Regions from separate parts of the Oryctolagus cuniculus genome. Here region 1 is linked to region 2. Evidence: chromatin contacts called from public Micro-C data. All regions are on one chromosome and are shown on one strand. Each heading gives the region's core, a stretch centred on a gene start, on an enhancer-like site or on the middle of the called end of the contact. The rest is flanking DNA. Distances are from core to core; before and after follow the strand shown.

Region 1 (6,857 bases), core at 2,550-5,049, 89 kb after region 2:
GATTGTTTTCAAAATTATAAAAAGTTGGCCGGTGCTGTGGCGCGGTGGGTGAACACCCTGGCCTGAAGTGCTGGCATCCCATATGGGTTTGAGACCCGGCTGCTCCACTTCCTGTCCAGCTCTCTGCTATTGCCCGGGAAAGCAGTAGAAGATGGCCCAAGTCCTTGGGCCCCTGCACCCACGTGGGAGACCGGGAAGAAGCTCCTGGCTCCTGGCTTTGGATCGGCACAGCTCTGGCCATTGTGGCCATCTGGGGAGTGAACCATCGGATGGAAGACCTTTCTCTCTCTCTCTCTCTCTGCCTCTCCTCTTCAAATAAATAAATAAAATCTAAAAAAAAAAAAAATTATAAAAAGTTTTGAAGATTGTCTTCTAAGGTTAGTTGAGTGTGCCTTAATTATAATATTTGTGAATTTTCAATATGCAAAAGTTCTGGGTAGCACACAAAACTAAGAAAAGGGATTTTTTTTAAAAAAAGATTTTATTTATTTATTTGAGAGGCAGAGTCACAGACAGAGAGAGGGAAAGACAGAGAGAAAGGTCTTCCAAATGCTGGTTCACTCCCCAAATGGCTGCAATGGCTGGAGCTCGGCTGATCTGAAGCCAGAAGCCAGGAGGTTCTTTCAGGTCTCCCACATGGGTGCAGAGGCCCAAACACTTGGGTCATCTTCTACTGCTTTCCCAGGCCATAAGCAGAGAGCTGGATCAGAAGAAGAGCAGCTGGGACATGAACTAGCACCCATATTGAGATGCCAGCACTGTAGACCAGGGATTTATTAATTTTTTTTACAGATTTATTTATTTATTTTAAAATCAGAGTTAGGCCGGCACCGCGGCTCACTAGGCTAATCCTCTGCCTGCGGCGCCAGCACCCTGGGTTCTAGTCCCGGTCGGGGCGGCGGATTCTGTCCCGGTTGCTCCTCTTCCAGTCTAGCTCTCTGCTGTGGCCCAGGAGTGCAGTGGAGGATGGCCCAAGTGCTTGGGCCCTGCACCCCATGGGAGACCAGGAGAAGCACCTGGCTCCTGCCATCGGATCAGCACGGTGCGCCGGCTGCAGCGTGCCGGCCACGGCGGCCATTGGAGGGTGAACCAACGGCAAAGGAAGACCTTTCTCTCTGTCTCTCTCACTGTCCACTCTGCCTGTTAAATAAATAAATAAGTAAATAAATAAATAAATAAAAATTTTTAAAAAAGCAGAGTTACAGAGAGAAAGAGAGGGAGAGGGAGAGAGAGAGAGGGAGATCGTCCATCCTCTGGTTACTCCTCAAATGGCCACAACTACTGAGACTGGGCCATGCCAATGCCAGGAATCCAGAGCTTCTTGCAGGTCTCCCACGTGGGTGACAGGGGCCAAGCACTTGGGCCATCTTCCACTGCCTTTCCCGGGTGTGAATGCAGGGAGCTGGATTGGAAGTGGAACAGCTGGGACTTGAACCGGCGCCCAAATGGGATGCCAATGCTTCAGGCCATGGCTTTAACCAGCTGCACCACAGTGCCGGCCCCAAGGCTTCACTTCTTATTCTTAGCACATAGGCAACTCCAAAAGACAAGAGGGAGATTTCAGGGAGACTGGTGAGTGCCCACAGAGGAGGTTTATACAGAGAGCCATGGGTGCCTGGTCCAGCGAGGGCTTCGGGAAGATATTTGGGTGGGGTTGTGAAGGGTGAGCAGAAGCTTTGAAAGGGGGAAAGGTCCTGGTAGAAGGAGCAGCCTGTGTAGAAACAGGCAGGGTGTCTGCTGGGTGTTCACGGCTGCTGGTCCCGCAGGTGCGGAGCGTGGCTCTGGGAGCCTGGAGCAGCACTCATGAGCCGGGTCACGCAGGTCTTGTGTGCTGAGCCAGAGACTTTGGACTTACCCCTCGGGCGGGTGAGGTGCTGACATACTCTGTGCAAGGGAGCGTTAAGAGCAGGATGGAGGCTTACTTGGCTGCCAAGAGGAGACAGGAGGAGCCGGGGCAAGTCAGCACCCTTTCAAGGCTGCTAAAGGCCACCTTGTACAGTACCAGATTTCTGTGTGTCCTCCAACTTCTTATCAGAAAACCCAGGGAAATAGCAGGAGGCAAAAATAGACCTGAACAATAAGACATACAGAATCTTCCGAGGATAGATTCTCCTGTGTCAAAGCTGGGTGAACAGGACAGGACTTTCCCCTCCTCTGTTGTGCTGTGAGGAGTCATAAGGAGACCCGTTCCTGTGCCATCCCCGCTTACAGTGTCTGTGACGCTGAGCAGCAGACAGAGGCTTTGCCTCACTCCCACGGGACACAGCAGGTGCACTGACCAGACACGGCCTAGGAAGTCCCAGCCAGGCAGCCTGTGCTCCAGTCTCAGCTATTCCACTGCTCCCTCGTTCTTTACTCTCTACAGCCACTCAGGAATCAAGATGAGGGTTGGACAGAGCCATGGATTTGTCTACCATGTTGTAAAAAGGGAAGAGGCATTGAGGAATCTGACAGTTACATACTGCCAAAACAGTAAGCTGCGTCGGGTCTCAGGGTTAGTCTGAGAGCCGGCAGGCCGGGACCCACTCTGGGCAGCAGACCCACGTGCGTGTGCTGGCCGCACTCTCTGAGCTGGAACTGTGCCTGCTGACTTGGTCTGCAGCCCAGACTAAGAGGTGGGTCTGGCAAAGGGCTGCTAAGGAAACTTCTGGCTCCTCTGTTAGCAAACTCTTGGCCTGGGTAGTAAGAGAACAGGATGCAGAGGCCTATGAAAAGCTACCACAGCAGAATGGAGGGGAAGGAATAGCCCGAACGAACAGTAGAATTGTTTTTATAAGAAACCAAAGAACCTTTTAGAAGCCACATGCTTAGCGTATTGGAAAAGGTGAGGACAGAGTCCTCCGTGCAACAGAAGCAGGGTGCTGTACTGAGAAGAAGCCTCTTGAAGGGAGACAGAGTTCCCTCTGGACAGCGCAGAAGCAAGCCCGAGCCGAGCCTGCCAGCCGCTCTCAGCCTCTTGACCCGCCCTGGTCTGCACTTCCTTCCTAATGTCGCTCTTTTCCGTCTGAAACCTGTCCTAGCAGACGACAGTAGTGGGGTTGTGCTCTTGTAGGGTTTAACTCAGCGGAGGCTCCGCATTGTCGTCATGTGGGCTCTCCTGTCGCCTGGGTCATTTGTCCTTGCCCACTTTGACTGAAGACAGGTTGTTGCCCCGAGTACCTGTTTCTGATCTTTAACTGCTGACACAGCTGCTGATGTGCAGCTGGGCAGATGGCCGCCTAGAAAATCCACTGCGTGGCCTTGCTTTCCTTCAGCCGGCCCGTGGAGTTCCCATATACATCTCCTGGACCGCCTGTCGTGGAAGGAAGTGTGCCCTTTCCCTGCTGCCTGGAGTGGGACATTGTGGCTGGTGCTCAGCCTCTGTCTTGCGCTGTGAGGAAGAAACCCTGTGAAGATAATAGAGAAAAGCAGGTAGAAGGCTGGGTGCCTCCTTCTGCACATTCTTGTGTTTGAGACAGGGAGAGATAGTTTAGTCTCTGTTCTCTGGAGTTTCCTGTCACGTGTGGCCAAGCTGGATCCTAGTGCCACACCAGGGAACGTGGTTTTGAGGGCATCCCGACAGGCCTGAGCTGCTTTCAGAATCTCCGGCCACAGGCTCAAGCCCCATCTTTTCTCTTCCTTTCTTGAAACTGGCCTTCTCAATTTCCAAGTGTGTGTTTCCTCCCCAGGTTCATGAATTCTACGGCGACCAGAAGTGCACCTCTGCCTCTTTGGACGGTTTTAGTGGCCCTCTAAAGGGCCTGTGTCCAAGTGAACGCTTAGTCCTCTGCCCAGTGCCCCTCGTTCTCACGGCCACAGCTATGGGCAGGGGCAGGTCACCCGCACTGTTGACCGAGACCGTCTGTGTGGTTGCCTGCTTGCCGTCACCCTACTCAGATCTGTTTTTCTTCTGGAAAGCTGAGGGCTGGCCCGAGGTGGCTGGCCGCATGCTTCCGTGACGTGGCGGAAGCAGAAACAAGACTAGATCCCTCGTCCCTAGGCATCGCGGAAACGCCAGCTGTGAGCCCAGTCTCCTGCCCCCTGCCTGAGAGTGTGTGCTGTGCCAGGGACCCTTTCCCAGGCAGATCCAGAAGCGGCTCTCGGGTGGTCCCTGTCCCGTCCCGGCCTCTCTCTCCAGGGGTGGGGAGGTGCCCAGGCTGTGTGCCAGGTGCCCTGCGGCTTGAGGCTTCTTCCGCTCCCGCAGCTGAGTTCCTCCCCCTGCTGTGTGAGGAACTTGTCTTTCTCCAGACGTCCTAGTTTCTTCCTCCATGGAGGAGGAACCTGGAGCTGTTTCCTGTCTCCAGTCTCAGAGCACCGTCTTCCTCCCACTCCTGTGTGGCCCATTCGTTTCCGCCCTCTCTGGGCCTTTTGTTGTGGCCCCAGTCCCTGCGGCCTTGGAAGCTGCTCCCTCGGAGGACTGGACGCCCTGTTGCTGTGGGGGCCTCCTGCTGCCAGGGCCCTGGGGGGGGGCAGTGGCTGCTGCTTTTCCCTCTCACCTCCACCTCCAGCTGTGGATGCTCTTCTTTCTGACTGGTAACTGTATCTGGCATGTCCCAGTTTGGGGTTTTTCTTGTTAGTTTTGCCACCTCTCTCTTTATATATATATATATATATATAATTTTTTTTTGACAGGCAGAGTTAGACAGTGAGAGAGAGAGACAGAGAGAAAGGTCTTCCTTCTGTTGGTTCACGCCCCTAATGGCCACCACAGCCGGCGCTACACCGATCCAAAGCCAGGAGCCGGGTGCTTCCTCCCGGTCTCCCATGCAGGTGCAGGGACCCAAGCACCTGGGCCATCCTCCACTGCCCTCCCGGGCCACAGCAGAGAGCTGGACTGGCACCCCAACCGGGACTAGAACCCGGGGTGCCAGCACCGCAGGCGGAGGATTAGCCGTGAGCCGTGGCGCCAGCCAGCCGCCTTCCTTTTACCTGGGCATTCTTCATTCTTCAAGCTGCTTGGAGCACAGTGAGACTGGCCTTGCTCTGCCTCCTCCCCAAGGTTCACAGCCATCAGCTCACGGTGATTGCATTGCCCTGTGTCAGGGAGAGACAAATAGCTCCTTGCATGTAAGCGCACAGTAGGGGCAGCAAAGACCAGGACAAGTAGGAGGGCGCTCCTCAGCGAGCTGTGACAATCCGGCTGCCACAGTCCACAAGTAGGAGTCTGTCCCCAAAGGGAGGACGCTCGTGCAGCCAAGGAGGTGACTCCCAAGTGTGCGAGGATGTTTTGCTCTCCTGTTCACCTCTCGCAGATTTGCTCTTTAGGAATTGTTTTTCTTTTTATTTTGTTCAGGTCTATCAGATCATCCAAACTCTCAGAAAACACAGTCATCGTTGGCGTAGTACGCAGGTACAGTCTCTTTTTCTTTTCTTGGTGTTGAAACTTGTGACATCAATGTAATGCTTGCTCGTAACAGATGGCTGAGTGACAGCTGCCTGTGTGACAGTCATGCCTCTTGGTAGTTTGTGTCTTTCATTTTTATACCATCTTAAGTTGCTGTTATGGTTAACTTCATGGAGGGTTTCGGATGTGAAGGTTTCTTTGTTTTCAACTGCCATTCACTTCAGAAGCAGGCAAGCTATGAGCACTCCATTCCTCAAAGTGTGGTTCCCAGGGGAGCCTGCTTAGAGCCTTCCAGCTCCACACGGAGGAGGAGTCTCATATTTCATCCTGAACTCCAGGTAGGGAGGAGGGCAGGTATTCACATGAGAAGCTTACGTACGTCCACAGATAAAGAAGTGCTTCTGGGTCCTTCACAGCTTTCCCTGAGTAATAGAGGAGAGCAAAGTGTTTTGTTTCATTTTGTTAAATTTTGTTTGTTTTAACATTCATTTATTTTGGGGTCGGCATTGTGGCATAGTGGGTAAAGCCGCCACCTGTGGTGCTGGCATCCTGTCTGGGCACCAGTTTGAGTCCTGGCTGCTCCACTTCCGATCCAGCTCCCTGCTAATGCACCTGGGAAGGCAGCCGAAGATGGCCCAAATGCTTGGGCCCCTGCTATACGCATGGCAGACTTGGAAGAAGCTCCTGGCTCTTCGCTTCAGGCTGGCCCATCCCTGGCTGTTGTGGCCATTTTGGGAGTGAACCAGAGAATGAAAGAGTCTCTCTCTCTCTCCTTTTCTCTCTCTCTTTGTAACTGACTTACAAATAAATACATCAGTCTTTTAAAAAAAGGATTTGTTTTTATTTTAAAGTCAGAGTTAGAGGGAGAAACACACACATGCAGAGAGAGAGAGAAAGAGAGAGAATATTTCATTCTCTGGTTCACTCCCCAGATGGCTGCAATGGCGGGGGCTGGGCTAGCCCAAAGCCAGGATCCAGGAGCTTCTTCCAGGTCTCCCATGTGAGTGGCAGGGGTCAAGCACTTGGACCATCTTCTGCTGCTTTCCCAGGCCATTAGCTTGGAGCTGGATCGGAAGTGGAGCAGCTAGGACTCAAACTGGTGCCCATGTGGGATGTGTGTATCTTAGGCAGCGGCTTTAACCGCTACACCACAACACCAGCCCCTATTTTGTTTTTTAGATAAACTGGAAGTAGAAGGAAAATAGGAAAGAATTTGATTTAGATTAAAACTAAAGTTTTACATATTAAAAAGATATGCAGACATTTTTACATTCCAGCTGTGAATGCAAGCTCTGTATTTCAAGTATTGCAGTGTGTACTGCCCAGAAGCTAAAATACGAAGTTAGAAAACAGTTTTCAACTTTATACCTTGAACTTAGATATTGATGTAATACGGCTCACTGGATGACAGCACTGTGCGAGCTAGGGAAGAGTGAGAGAGGTGAGAAGCCCTGCTGGTCGCTGTGTCTGACCCTGCCCTGTGCTCTCTTAAAGGACGGATAAGGAGGAGCCGTCTGTGATGCCCTTCATTGCT
Region 2 (7,450 bases), core at 540-3,039:
AAACAGAGACCAGAATTGGCCCAAAACATTGTGGATTACAGCACACTCTCCAAGCTTAGGTGGAATAGCGGGTGATGGCCAGTCTCTCCCTGTGTTTTTCAGGTTCTCTTCATCCAGCCGGGTGTATTTCTTTTATAGGGCAGGGAGACATAAATATTATTGCTTCATGTGCTTGAACTTGACAACGGAGCCACGTGCCTTGGCTCCGGCCAGTTGGGCCAGTAAAGAGAGCGCCTCGCGCACGGAGGCCCAGCTTCCCGGCTCCGCTGCCATTAGGAAGCCTCCCCGGGCCCTCCTTCGGCCCGAAGACCGCGGCTGCAGGTCCAGGGGCAGCCTTAGGGTCCCGGGGTCCCCAGCCTGTGCAGCGGCTCCAGCGCGGGAGCCGGGGCTCCAATCCGGAGCCCGCCTCCGGGTCTTTACAGCAGCCGGCCCGAGGCGCGAGCGGCGGCTCCTCAGGGTCGCTCCGGGGCCGCGCAGGGAAAGGTGTGGACGGCTGGAGAGGAAAGGCGAGGGGCCGGCTGCTCCGCGCTCCGCCGGCTTCCGCGGACGGGGGCGCCCGGGGTGCACGAGGGCAGGCAGGGGCTGGGGACAGCTCGCTGTAAGGACGGCAGGGGCAACCCGGGGCGCTGCCCTGCGGCTGACTGGGCGAGGCCAGGCGACTCGGCCGAGCCGCACAGCGGGCTGCTGGCCATGCCTGCGGTCCTCGGAGGCCGCAGCCCTGCACTGCGTGCGCCCCTCGCTCCCGGACTGCTCCTGCAAGCAAAGGCCCGTGGTGGCGGCTCGGAGGGGTCTTTGTGTTCGGCTGAGAGCAGGACCGCCTCCCCGCCCGCGGCTCCTCCGCACCGAAGCCGCCTAAGGCGCAGCTGAGTGCATCTGGCCGGCGGCCCCAGGCAGGCACGCCCAGATCCGACCTCCTGGGACCCGGCGTGCAGCGCCTCCGTTCGCTTCTCAGCCCCCGACCCGTGTCCCCAGCAGCTCCTAGGCCGTGACCCAGTGACCGGAGGTCACAGAGCCGCATTCGAACGTAGCGGTCTAGGGGGCCCGAGCAGCCCGGGTGTCCTTGGGCAGGTCCTTTCCATCCCGAGGCGAGGGCCGCCGTGCCTGCCCCGGGACCGCAGTCGCGCATGCGCAGTCGCGGGCGGCGCCCGAGGAGGCGGCGGGCGCCCCAGCTGCTTTGCATTGACGCCAGCAGCCGCTGGAGGTCACCGCTGGGGGCTGGGCGCGGCGTGCTGTCGGCAAGACGCGGCCCGGAGCGCAGGCGGCGGAACCGGAGCCGCGCCAGCCGCAACTCGCGGGTGCGCGCTGCCGCTGCTGCGCTTCTCGACGGCGCGGCCCCAGGCCCGGCTGGAGCCCGGGTGCTCCCCTCCCGGCCTCGCCGGCCGCCGTGCGGCCGCCCACAGGGGGCTTCGGCCGACCCCTGACTCTGCACCCCGGGCAGCGGGAGCGTGCAGGCTAGCCTTCCCCGCCACCGGCGCCCGACCAAGGGGCGCCTGGCCGCGGGGCGGCGGCCCAGCGGGCGGAGTCGGAGCCCCGGGGAGGCGGCGGCAGAGGCAGCGGCAGCGCGGTGCGGGCACTTCGGGGGGCTCACTCTCCCGGGGTGGGGGTCGTGCCACCGCGCGAGGACTCGGGCTGGGAGAACGCACGGCTCCCCTCCCCCGACATTCCCCGGAAGCGCGGCGCGACCGAGGCGAGCGCGGCGATGTGAGGGAGGCGGCCGGCGGCTCCCGCCTCAGGAAGGGCATGTTCGGAGGGGCGGCCGCGGCGTGCCGCCCGCCCCAGCGCCCCCTCCCCGCCACCGCCGCCGCCGCCGCGCCCGCACCGCGATAAAAGGGGCGGCCGCACTTCCTGACGCGAGACCCGCGCTCGCCGCCGCCGCCGCCCGCCGCCCGCCCAGGCGGCGATGACACGGCGCCCGCGGCCGTCCCGAGGCGCCGGGCGGGCCGTTTGCTGACCGGATCGCGGCTGCCCGCCAGCGTGTCCGCCGCGCCGCCGCCAGCATGGGCTGCGCCCCGAGCATCCACATTTCCGAGGAGCGGGCGGTGTACCACGGCGGCAAAGAGGCCGAGGACGCGCCGGGCCCCGCGGCGGCGCCCCCGCTGTCCGGCGAGCCGCGCCTCCCACAGGCCCCGAAGACGGCCGTCCTGCCCCGGGCCCGCGACAGCAGCCTCGTGGAGTCCGAGCCTCGCGACGGCAGCGGCAAGCAGGTAAAGGGGCGGCTGGGGGCTCCCTGTCCGCCGCCTCACTCGGGCCGGCCGGGCGGCAACTTTCCCTCGGGGGGGCCGGGCGGGGCCCCCTCCGGGCCGCGGTGCCCTCTCGCCGGGCTTTGGCGGGCTCTGGTGGACAGCAGGCGTCCGTCGGGGCCTGGGCAGCGCTCGGAGGACGCTGACCCGAGGAGGACCTGGGACCCCCGATTAGGACGCTGTCCGAGCCGCACGGTCCGCTGCTTAGACGGACCCGACGCCCGGAGCGGCGAGGCCGGCCGTGAACTTGACCGAGACGAAGCGCTCGGGTCGGTTCCCTCTCCAAAAGCTGGTGTTACTGGGGTGCGGGGGACCCCAGGATATTCTGGCGCGGCCCTGAACCGTTTTGCCAGTGTGGACTTTGGTGCCAGTGGTAGGCAGCGAAGGGCGAGCGGCCCCGTGAAGGGGACTGGACCCTCCTGTCCTGTCCTGTTTTCCCTCTGTCGGCTTTGCACACGGACTTTTCCATTTTCTTTGGGGCTATTAAAATGTAATCTGGAACCACATCAGCTTTGCTTCATTGCACATGTATTTGAGGTTCACGTTTATTAGCATACATATTGTATTTAAAGCATATGTAATTAGAAAATACTATCTCTAACCCGTTTTTTGAAGCATTCAGCAGAACAAAGTTAATCTTTTATTAAGCAGTCTTACTGGGACATTTTGTGACTTTTTGGGGGGGGGGTAAAAAAATCGCGTGTCTTCTCCAGTGCTTGTTGCCTTGGCTTGTGTCTTGCCAAAGTTTCTGGGCTTGGCTTTTGTTACGGTTTCCTAAAGGAAAGATAAAAAGGAAAATAGGGGAAATTATTCATTAAGGCACACACAGCAGCGGCTTTGCAGTTGTCTGATTTGAAATCTAGGGCTGGAACTCAAGCAGTGTTCTACGTTTTATCAAACTAGTTACAGGAAAAAAAATTTTGGCTGCAGGTGGTTAAATATCATCTTTGTCATCACTACCAGTTTTTGAGTCATTTGCAAAATGTTCTTGCTGATTGAGGCTTGCTAAGTCTCTCATTTGATGGATATAGTGTGATCTACTTTCCATCTTAAATGTTTAGCAGTCCTCATGCTACTTTTCTAAATGAAAAGGAAACATCATTTTCAGTAACTAAAACGCCCTAACTGAAAATTCCACTTTGTTCTGGTTATCAGAGGCTGAAATGTTTCTCCTGTAGATTCTTCTAAGAAACCTATGATGGTTTGGACTATTAACTCACGCTGCTTTTAATGTCAGTGGCTTAATAAGCCCATCTAACTGGCTTGCAAAGAAAAACAGCATAGTACAGGTAAAGTTGACTATGGAAATTTTAGTAGTGTTCATGCTTTTGACGCAAATCTAACATTGGTTATCGTGGCACAGTGAGTAAAGCCGCCGTCTGCAGCGCCAGCATCCCATATGGCTGCTGGTTCGTGTCCCGGCTGCTACACTTCTGATCCAGCTCTCTGCTGTGGCCTGGGAAAGCAGTGGAAGATGGCCCAAGTCCTTGGACCCCTGCACCCGCATGGGAGACCCGGAAGAAGCTCCTGGCTTTGGATCCGCTCAGGAGCTGTTGCAACCAATTGGGGGAGTGAACCATCGGATGGAAGACCTCTTTCTCTTTGCCTCTGCTTCTCTCTCTGTGTAACTCTTTCAAATAAATAACTCTTTAAAATAATAATGTTAAACTTTTCAGTTAACCGAGTAGTCCTTTAAGTAAGAGGGCTTTGTGTCTTCCAGGCTTTTTTGTGGCAGGCTGAGTGTCCTTAGGTTTGCCTACACATCTTGTAAGCCTCTCCAGTATACCATTCATCCTTGCAGTGCCTGCTCCAGTGGCATGCATGTGGCAGGTGCTAAATAAATGTGTGTTGAGTTGATTTTTTATTAACTGAATGATGAAACTTTTTCAGTTACTAGAATTTGATTCCTCGAAGCCTCAAATATGGGCTTTAAAAGATGTTAGAATTTTTTTAAAAGATTTATTTACTTGAAAGAGTCACAAAGAGAGAAGAAGAGGCAAATAGATCGAGAGAGAGAGAGAGAGAGAGAGAGAGAGAGGTCTTCCATCTGCTGGTTCACTCTCCAGATGGCCGCAATGGCCGGAGCTGCGCCGATCCGAAGCCAGGAGCCTCCTCTGGGTCTCCCATGTGGATGCAGGGGTCCAAGGATTTGGGCCATCTTCTATTGCTTTCCCAGGCTATAGCAGAGAGCTGGATCGGAAGTGGAGCTGTTGGTACTTGAACCTGCGCCCATATGGGATGCCGGCACCTCAGGCAGTGGCTTTACTTGCTACGCCACAGCACCGGCCCCAAGATACTCGAATTTTTAGAGGAGGGGTCAGATTATAAATCATAGCACTACAACTAGAGAAATAATAGTCCTGTACTTATTCATGAATAGAATGTGTTGATAGTATGTCTCAGTTATAGATATTTGTATATGGTCATATCAGGTAATAGAGCAGAGGTAAATCTTGTTTTTTTTTTTTTTTTTTTTTTTTTTTAACACAACATTTTTTTCTTGAAGGGAATAAGCCTTTAAAATTACTGTGAAATATATCCTGGAAATTCAGAAATACTTGTTGGAGAAGAAGATAAACTTTAACAATTTAGCAAAGCCAAATAATATGATTAATTTGATTTCTTATATTGGTAACTTAAGATCTAATTTTAGTTCATTAAAAATTTCTTCTTCAAACCATAGTAAGTCATCCTACCTTTGAATTTCAACAAGAAATTAATTGATGGGGAGAAGTTTTTGTATTTCCATAGCATTTAGTCAATACCAATTCATCAGAGGTGGGAAACTGATAATGAACTACGTTTCAGACAAAGCGGCGTGTGCCCTCTAGTGCGTCCTCCGTGTGTTCCACGCGGCAGTTTGCAGACTGTTAATGGAAGTATTACGTGAGAAGAGGATTCTATGGTCAAATAAGTTTAGGAAATACCGGCCCAGACTAAGTTCAGCAGAGTTCTTTCCTGCACGACTGTCAGAACTTCATTTCTTAAAATACACCGACTCACTACTTGGTGTTTACAGCGTGTAGCATTTCCCAAACTTGTTTAAGCGGCCCTTTTCGTGAGGTGTGTCTTGGGCGGGCCACACGTTAAAGGGCCTGATTCCTTATGCGAGATACCAATACTCAAAGTACAAGAAATACGTTTAACAGTAAAACTCAATTTGCTTCTTAATGATTCCAAAGGTGCTTTAGGATCTTGTAATCCATCAGGCTGGGCTGTCTGTGTGAACTTATTTAAGTATTACTAAAAATACTCTCTGGCTGTTTATTCGTTTCAGGAGTTCTAGTGTGTGTGGTTGCAGATAATGAATGCTGTGTTAAGTCTGAACACTTACAGTTTTGTTTATTTTTAATCAGTGTGAGCTTTAACTGTAGCATTTCAATATTTTCTTGTCAGCCTTTGGATTTACCCGGTTTCCCTTTTCCTCGGCTAGGACTGGAGTTGCCCTTGAAAGATGTCTGTGCGGGGGAGGGGTGTTAGAGGACACCCTGTGCCCCCACCCCTCCCTGTTTGCACATATCCATGATCCTGCTTGATTGGCATCCCCCCCACCCCCACCCCGCCCAGTCACCAGGTTTCCAGCCAGCTCTGTGAGGGGGCAGTCACGCCAGCTTGCTGCTGACCCACCAAGCCTGGCGCACAGTAGGCCTTTCATAAACGTTTGTTGAGCCAGGTTGTCGAAGTGGAGAATCCGCCCAGCCCATATAAAGGGGTGGGACCCGGATTTAAGCAGCGGAGGCTGTGAAGTTTGGTTTTATGGGAATCTCTGGTTATTGCTCTTTAGGGCATTGAACTGGGAAGTGATCAGTTCCCACCCTGTCGAGCAGTGTGGATTTCCCTGTAAAGATTTAAGGATTAGGGTAGCCGGATGGGGAGTATATACCAGGTGACAGGTAACAGCGGCCGCACCCCGACCTCTCCGCACGTGTGGCTGCTGGCAGCGCTCACAGAAAACCCTCAGACACCCTCCAGCTGCTTTCTGTTCCTCCCCGCTTCTGTCCTGCTCTTTTCTTTCTGTTTTTCCTCCTGTTTTTCATTTCCTTCTCTCCCTCTTGCCAGTTTTCTCCTTGCTTTGTCCTGCCAGCCCACCTTCCCCCACAAAACCGCCCAAGCCAGCCCGCCTCATCAGCTGAAAAGTTGGTAGTGATCTGGCGCCCGAGCTTCGCAGTTGCGTCTGTTGCCTGCCTCTAAGTTACACAGTGGGTTAGTCAGATTTGTATATTTGTGTAAACTAAAGCAGTTTTCTCTCTCTGTGTGACTTGGCTTTTTTTTTTCCCCTCCAGTAGGGGTCTTTGACCTTTGTAGCTTAAATGGAGTTAGTAAAGTTTCTCTGAAAGCATAGTTGAGAAAATGAGACCTAACTTTGTGCCCTTGTAATAAGTGACTGTCCTTAATCTCTGGCACTGGGGTTGGTGAGTTCCCTCATTGTGGTGTGCTTATGCCATTTGACACATGGATTTTTACTGTCTTAACCAGGCCTAGTCATATAAAGATATTTCTTTTTACAATTTCTTGTCTTCCTATCATATAGATATTTTGCATTCATTTGTATTATATATGTTGTTGAGTGCTTACTGTCACTGTGCTATGAGTTTTAAGTGTGATTCTATTTTTAAAAAATATTTATTTCTTAGGGAGAGAGAGAAACAGAGCGAGCCAGTGAGAGAGAGGTAGAGATCTTCCATCTGCTAGGTCACTGCCCAAATGCCCACAACAGCTGGGACGGGCAGGCTGAGCCAGGAGGTGGGAACTCCATCCAGGTCTCTCAGCTGGGTGGCAGGGACTCAAATCCTGAGCTGCCTCCCAAGGTGTGCCAGAATCAGGAGCCTAGCCAGCACTCAGATCCAGGCACTCGATCTCCATATGGGATGCAGATGTCTGGGACAAACAGGTGCCTCCTGAGTATGATTTTTTTTTTAAAGATTTATTTTATTTATTTGAAAGGCAGAGTTAGAGAGAGAGAGGGAGAGACAGATCTTCCATCCACTGATTCACTCTTGAAATGGCTGCAACAGCCAGAGCTGGGCCAAACCAAAACCAGGAGCCGGGACCTTCTTCTGGCTCTCCCACATGAGTGCAGGGGCCCAAGGGTTTGCTTTCCCAGGCATATTAGCAGGGAGCTGGATCAGAAGTGGAGCAGCCAGGACTCTATTCGGTGCCTGCATAGGATGCCGGCATCTTAGGTGTAGCTTTGCCTGCTACACCACAGT

The links. Hi-C and Micro-C count contacts between places; a contact is called where the count stands out from the background.
Region 1: a Micro-C map of ear pinna shows a contact between it and region 2, with 2.7 times the contacts expected there. The contact joins the enhancer-like site here to the promoter of PDE8A in region 2. A contact is called at or near these places in 3 of 6 Hi-C or Micro-C datasets (ear pinna, psoas muscle and an unstated tissue).

The regions. Positions count from the first base shown.
Region 1 is chr12:101,340,587-101,347,443 of mOryCun1.1, forward strand. PDE8A (phosphodiesterase 8A) reads left to right here. Exons shown (of 22, transcript XM_002721497.5): 4 at 5,273-5,329; 5 at 6,818-6,857. Among named protein-coding and RNA genes, the nearest start is that of RPS17, 87 kb to the right of the region's middle. Within about 2 kb of position 3,800, at least 4 of the 8 cell types and tissues checked have an H3K27ac peak or open chromatin away from gene starts, as enhancers often do. A contact at or near this core is called in ear pinna, where this site is marked.
Region 2 is chr12:101,253,964-101,261,413 of mOryCun1.1, forward strand. PDE8A (phosphodiesterase 8A) reads left to right here and starts at 1,790. Exons shown (of 22, transcript XM_002721497.5): 1 at 1,790-2,204. The coding sequence starts at 1,998. It overlaps LOC138844744 (a long non-coding RNA gene), which reads right to left and starts at 1,128. Exons shown (of 3, transcript XR_011381056.1): 1 at 1-1,128.